2 separate regions of the Mus musculus genome follow, and region 1 is linked to region 2. The links are chromatin contacts, called in public promoter capture Hi-C maps. All regions are on one chromosome and are shown on one strand. Each heading gives the region's core, a stretch centred on a gene start, on an enhancer-like site or on the middle of the called end of the contact. The rest is flanking DNA. Distances are from core to core; before and after follow the strand shown.

What was found. Capture Hi-C pulls out chosen DNA fragments and counts their contacts.
Region 1: a promoter capture Hi-C map of liver shows a contact between it and region 2. The contact joins the promoter of Bok here to the promoter of Hdlbp in region 2. A contact is called at or near these places in 4 of 39 promoter capture datasets (cranial neural crest, frontonasal cranial neural crest, maxillary cranial neural crest and 1 more), 4 of 484 Hi-C or Micro-C datasets (Th1 cells, cortical neurons, embryonic stem cells and 1 more), 4 of 115 datasets of contacts at active chromatin or transcription factors (astrocytes, cardiomyocytes, embryonic stem cells and 1 more) and 3 of 9 other capture datasets (adipose tissue, liver and pancreatic islet).

What each region holds. Positions count from the first base shown.
Region 1 is chr1:93,684,184-93,687,327 of GRCm38.p6, reverse strand. It overlaps Bok (BCL2-related ovarian killer), which reads right to left and starts at 1,753. Exons shown (of 5, transcript NM_016778.3): 1 at 1,474-1,753; 2 at 659-910. The coding sequence starts at 881.
Region 2 is chr1:93,443,721-93,447,018 of GRCm38.p6, reverse strand. It overlaps Hdlbp (high density lipoprotein (HDL) binding protein), which reads left to right and starts at 1,318. Exons shown (of 28, transcript NM_001301364.1): 1 at 1,318-1,439.

The DNA.
Region 1 (3,144 bases), core at 504-3,003, 240 kb before region 2:
CGTCCAGGATCAAGGGTTCTTCCCCATCACATATCCAGGCCTTAGAGGAGCTAAAGAAAGCTGCTGAGCTAGCTAGCTATGTGTGACCCCCAGAAACAAGTGTCCCAGATATTCTTCAAGAAGGCCCTGGGGGGCCTTCCCATCAAGGGAAACTGCAGAGGGTGTCGGACCTCGGCCAATAACTGAAAGGCCTATTTTCCAAAACAAACATTGGGACACGTGGTACCACAAAGGATTTTTTAGTCCAGCAGAGTACAAGGGTCACAATAAAGTTTAGCTGCTAAAATACTGCTCCTCCAGAGCTTTCTGTGTTTTATGGCAAGAGTGTCTGTGATCTGGACTAAGCAGGAACCAGGAGGGGGGAGGTTGACAAAGGAGCCTGCAAGCAGACAAGCCTGGGGACAAAGAGCAGCGCCAGCCTGGGTGGCCTATCCTTGCACCCTCTCCATTCCAGACAGATTTGGGCTCCCACGCACGCCTCCTCTCTCAGCGCCAGCGGGAGGGTGAGGCACAACCGCAGAAGGGCTGGTCATGTCACAAGAAGGGAATGTCTGTGCAGAACAGCTGTACCGGGAACCCTGAAACACTGCGGGCAGGCCCATCCAACCAGCTATAGAGGGGCGGCCTGGGATGGTACCTGCTGGTGCCCCACACTCACCCAAGCGCAGCAGCACTGTGCACACCTCTGCCAAGCGTCCTCCAGGGGCAGGCGAGGCACGCTCTGGAGCGCTCCAGGAGAGGCCGGCGCGCAAAAGCCGCGCGTGCACGTACTCCCGGCCTAGTGCCTTAGCCTGGGCCACCAGCTCCTTGTCTGTGGGCGAGCGATCAAAGGCGTCCATGATCTCCGCTGCAAAGACAGAAGAGCGCCGCAGCACCTCCATGGCCGAAGCGCGGGCGAGAGGCGCCACACCTACGAATAGACTGAGTTCAGACCGGACCGCCTCCAGCCAGGTGGCGAAAGGACTCCCGCCACGGGAGGAGACCCAGAAGCGCGGCCCGAGGCACAGCGGTCCCCACCGCGTGCGCGATTCAAACAACACAGGAGGTTGGCTGTGCGCCGCCCTCAAAAAGGGCCGGTTTCCGATAGCCTCTCGTTTTGCACCCCAAATCTTTTAAAAGTCTCGGGTTCTTTTTAGGTTCTAAATTAAATCTCGCAGATCCCAGCGGTGGTCAGGGGTTGGAAACACCGCAGGGAAGTGGCGATAGGTTCTTTAATCACAGCGCCCAGGCTCCAGGACCAATTTGGGGGAGAAGAGGATGCAGAGTAGCCTGCTGCGACCAGCCGACAAGCAGGACCCCGCGGGCTCCTCCCTGCCGACGAGTGGGGTCCTAAGGAAGGCTCCAAACTGCGCGGCAGTCCCCGGGCTCGGAGACCACGCACCTGCGCACCTCGCAGAGCCCGTGTTTGTCCCCGGTGTCGCTGTTCCCATGGTGCTACATCCAGGGCACCGACGCCACGCCCGCCCGACTCACCTCTCCCGCCTCATGGCGCGCGGGGCGGCGGTGGAGTTCTGGTTTCAGGACCCGCTCGCTGCCGTCTCCGGCGGTCTAGACCCTTCCATTCAAACCCGCGAGCGCGCGCCCCGCCCCAGCGCCCGCCCCGTCCACACCCGAGCTGAAGCACAGGCTCCGCCGGTCTTCCCGCGCGCTCGCAGAAGTCCTGGTCCCGAGGGGTGCGGGAGGCGTACCGCGGTCTCCCCGCGGGCGAGAAGCCAGGCTTAGGGCTTCGCCTTCTAAGGAAACGGCAACCCCCGGGGGCGGAGCCGCAGCCCAGCTCTGCCCAACGCCTCCCTGGTTTAAGAAAGGCCAGCACAAGTTCTCGGGATGCGCCCGGGAACGCCGCCAGACTGGAGCTGTCCCGGCAGGCAGCGCGAAGAACATCCAGCTCTGACACCAACCCACTGGGGCGCACCAAGTTCCATTTTAAAATGAGCTGACTTATATTTCCTTATTGTCTTATAGAGGCTCCTTAAAGATCCTGGATTCTTGAAGTTGTAGGAGATCTGATGCCCTCTTCTGATCTCCAAGGACACCAGGCATGCACGGGGATTCACAGACATGGAGGCAGGCAAACATTCATACACAAAACAAAAATAACAATAAGTAAATATTTAAAAATAGATTCTGCATTCTTGGCTTAATAGAGCCTTTGGAGTGTGGTGAAGACTTGGGTATGTACATGGTTGAAGATACTACAAATACCCATCCATTCCCACTCAAGTCTAGCTTTGCTTTTAATGAGCTGGACTTATTTATATCCAATCCAATATATAATCTTTTGTAGTTAGTTATCTCTCATTAGGGTATTTCCCTTTGACAGAAAAAGGGGAGGGAGGGAGAGAGACAGAGACACAGAGAGAGGCAGAGACAGAGAGACTCACAAAGAGAGAGAGGCTTGTCTGGAGCTCTGTGTTGACCAGCTGGTCCAACCTGCAGGAATCACCCAGCCCCTGGCTCCGGAGTACTAGACTACAGCGGTCTTCAGAAGCTTAGTTACTTTAGGATTCATACTTAGACCTATGCTGGATCACAGACATCGTTGTGAACAGTGTGGCAGTGAATCCGAGCTCCCTTTTTCCATACCGATTTCCAAGAAAGTCAACATCATCTACTAGACTCTGGTCTTCTCCTTCATCTTTGGACCCAACTGCAAAATCTCAACAATGGGATTTGCTAACTCGACCTAGTTTGTGTAAGTAAAACACTTCACTTAGAGCTATAAAATGCATATTCTACACACGCACACCAAAATAGACTACACCTGAAACCATAAACAAGTGTCAACAAATTTCAAAGAACCAAAATCATACAGTAATTACTCTCTGAATTAAAGCTAAATTGCAGAAAAACCAGTGGAAGTCTCCAAATGCTTGGAAATGAAACAGCGTACTTATAATGAGGCAATAAATAATAAATCACAATGAAAATGTTAAAAGGTTTATTTATGTGTTTTATGTAGATGGGTGTTTTATCTGGATGTATGTCTGCACACAAGAAGAAAGCATTGGATCTCACAGGACTACAGTTATAAGTGGTTGTGAGCCACCATGTGGTTGTTGGGAATTGAACTCAGTACTTCCGGAAGAGCAGTCAGTGCTTGTAACCGCTGAGCCACCTCTCCAGTCCTACCATGGAAATATTTTC
Region 2 (3,298 bases), core at 69-2,568:
ACAAAAACATTTCTTCTAGTTGCTGGTTGGTTAATCACCAGGGAAAGACACCTTGCACAGTAATAATAACACAGAAGGAAAGACAACTTGGTGCCTACAGAGGCTTTAAGAAGCTCTATCACTCGGTGACTATGCTGGCAGCTTGGAAATGCCCTCTGGTCTTTTAAGCAGTACCTTCAGAGATTTATGTCATGAAGAACTGTGGTGTTCCTGTCAGCCGCATTACTGGCTCCTGGACTTCTCAATTCTGACACCTCAACTTTCAGATAGTTTCCTATTCAGCAGCCCCATCCCCATTCTTTCCAGCACATTCCATTTTCCCCCCTTGTCCTTCAGTCTAAAGTCTAGTTAGGGCAGCTCTTCCCAGTCCCTCAATCAAGAGCCCATCACCGTGCTGCTACCTTCTAAGTACATACTAAGTCTGATTGCTTATTTTGTTCACTGCTGCAAATGCTTGTAAGCCTTAGAATGACAACTACAGAAGGCCTCTTCAGCCCTTCCACATACCATTGTCCCACAAGAAAGGCACATATTATCCAGACCTGGTGGCTCACACTTGTAATCCAAACACTAGAGAAGGAAGCTGAGACAAATCTACACAGTGAAAAGTTGTCAGAAGTGGGGAAAAGAAGGTGGGGGCATCTGCTGTTGGTTACTAGCCTATTCTGTGCTGATGCATATCACTGCATATCACTGTCCAGTATAGGTCAGAAGTGTGCTCATGTCACCTCAGGAGAGGTTCAAAATAATGATTGTGTACAAATTCTTCAAGTAGTTGTCAATAAACGCAACAGGGCAGAACTAGTCCTTTCAAAGGAGGAAGCATTCTGAGGGCAGAGGTTCTGCTCTGTCCCAACTGAGTATGGGAGAGGTAGGAATTCACTGCAGGCTGGTCTGTACATATGGGACACTGAATAATACTGTGTAGAGGGCTTCGAAAGTTTTGGAGTTTGTTGTGTTGGACATTGAGGAATGGAGTAAGGATTTGCAGTAGAGGTGGGAGCAGGAGGAAGAGATCCCGAAGAGAATGAGAATGTGTTCCATCAGGGGGTGCTCTAGGGGATGGTAAAATGGTTTTCCGGGCTGTCTGCTGTCTGAGGTCCTCAGAGCTTTCTTTTCTCTTTTGGTGACACAGTTTCTGGTGGCCTCAACTCTGGCACCTCTGGCTCTGGGGCCTGCCTGTTCTCTGTAGGTAATTAACTTACCAACTCCTCGCCCCCTGTCAGGCCGCAGAACTCTTAAAGAGTTGGTCCGCTCCCGGGCGCTGTAGGGACCCCGCAGCGGGCGGGGCGGGCGGCCGGTCTGACGTGTCTCGGCGGGATTGGAGCCTCCGCCCTATATAGCAGCGGCGGCCCGGGCGCCGCGCCTCGGAGCGTCCCGGCTTCTCCCGCGCAGCGGCAGCGACAGACGGACAGACTCTCGGGTGGTCACACTCACGAGTGAGGATCGGGCGAGCTGGTGGGCGGGGGTGCCAGGGGCGGGGCGGCGGGGGGTCGCCGCTGAGCACGGCTGGGGTCGGTTCCTCAGCTCCCCGGCCGCACAGGCTCCTGGTCTCCAGCTACCGCGACGGGCGGGGGCCGCTACGTGTCACTCTGCGCATGGCCGCGCCGGAGCGCAGAAACTTTCCCAAGTCCGCCACGCGCCGCGGGTCTGCTTGCGGGCCCGGACCGCCTGGACTTCTAGCTCACCGGGCGGGCCGCCGCGATGGGGGAGGGGAACGACCTGGCCAGGTTGGTGACGTGGGCTGCCGAGCCGGCCCCTCCCCCGCACCCCTTCCCCCCAGCTCGGCCCGGCCGTACGGGCTGTGGACCGGACCTAGCTAGGTCAGTGGCGCCCTAGTTCGCGTCAAGCTGGGATCTTCACCCGGGGCCCCTATGTCCCGCGCGGTGCCTTGCTGCACCTTCACCTGCGGCGTCTGGCTACGTGGTCACTGGAGGACTCCCGGCCCAAGTACTACTTGGATGCGCCCCAGGGTCCATGGGTGAAAAATACATTACGGAAAAATACCGAATTTGGATGAAAGGCAGGGAGGCCGAGCAGGATACTGTCCCTTTAAGCCTGTCCCCGCCCGCGGGCGCTCTTGGCCGGTGGGAGGGCCATGCTGAGGTGGCATCTGCGAAAGTTCCTCCCAGGCTGGGTCTCTGACTTCCAGAGCTGGGTAATGCACTGGGCCGGCCTTGGTAGTCACAGACATAGTTTGTGATCTCAGCATAGCTGGGTTTTGTTTTTAATTTTGGAGTTTGTACTCTTCGGTATTTGGTGGGGAGAGGGCACCTTCGAAAAGCTTCTGAGGACGTAAAAGTGAAGTTTCAAATTTGGAAGAGAAACCTGCATCTCAGCTGAAGGTTTTCAAGGTGGAGGTTTTCAGTGCCCTCCATGTAGACTGGCCTACAGTATAAAGAACTTGAGTCCCTCTAGCTGAGGTTGATAGGAAATTCTTTCTGAAGCATAACTGAATTCTCCTTGCATAGTGTTGCCCCTTACATAAGTAGTTGGCACAACTTAGCACAGGGGAATCAATTTAAATACTTCCTTGTTCAGAATCAAGAAGGATTCTTCACATACAGCTTTTTCTATTTTCTGGATTAACAACAGGTTTCCAGCTGCCACAGCCTCACTGCTCTCCCGCAGGAGGCCCTGTTGCTCCCCGATTCTGGGCTTCTACCTCTCTTCTTTTAGTTCAAGTTCTGTGTTGAGAACTAACCTTATTCTGCCATGCTCATTTATGCTCTTAAGAAGCAAATTGTAATATCCAAGTTTGGATGCTGACAGACCACAGTTTCCTGTGGGAAAGGTGGTGGGGGTGGCCTCAATCCTGAGGGACTGGAGGGGCTGTACCCACTTGAGGAGACTTGCATGTGGAGGCCAGAAGAGTTGAGAACATAGATGTCTCTGTTGCTTGGCCTTCACAGGGAGGAGGCAGAAGAGCTGGACCCCACGAATGCCATGCACTCTTTTCTCTAGTGGTATTTGTAAATCAGATTAGAGTCATATTCAGTCCTGACTTGTGTGGTTCAATCCAGCAGAAGGCTGAGATACCAAATCTTGGGCTCCTGTCGTATTCTTCTGAGTTTAGCCAGTGGAGATGCAGGGTGGGGGCTGTATGGTCAGCTGTGAGGGGGCCCCCGTGTAAGATGAGCATCCAGGTGCAGCCGGTTAGGCCTCTGAGTATTTTGTCAGTAGAGGTAAAACAAGCAGTAGGGGAAGGTGGAGGGAAAGTTCTGCTTGTTAAAGCAGATACAGATGGGCATTACTGAGAACATGAAAGCCTTCCTTCCATAAGACTGCTTACTGCAGG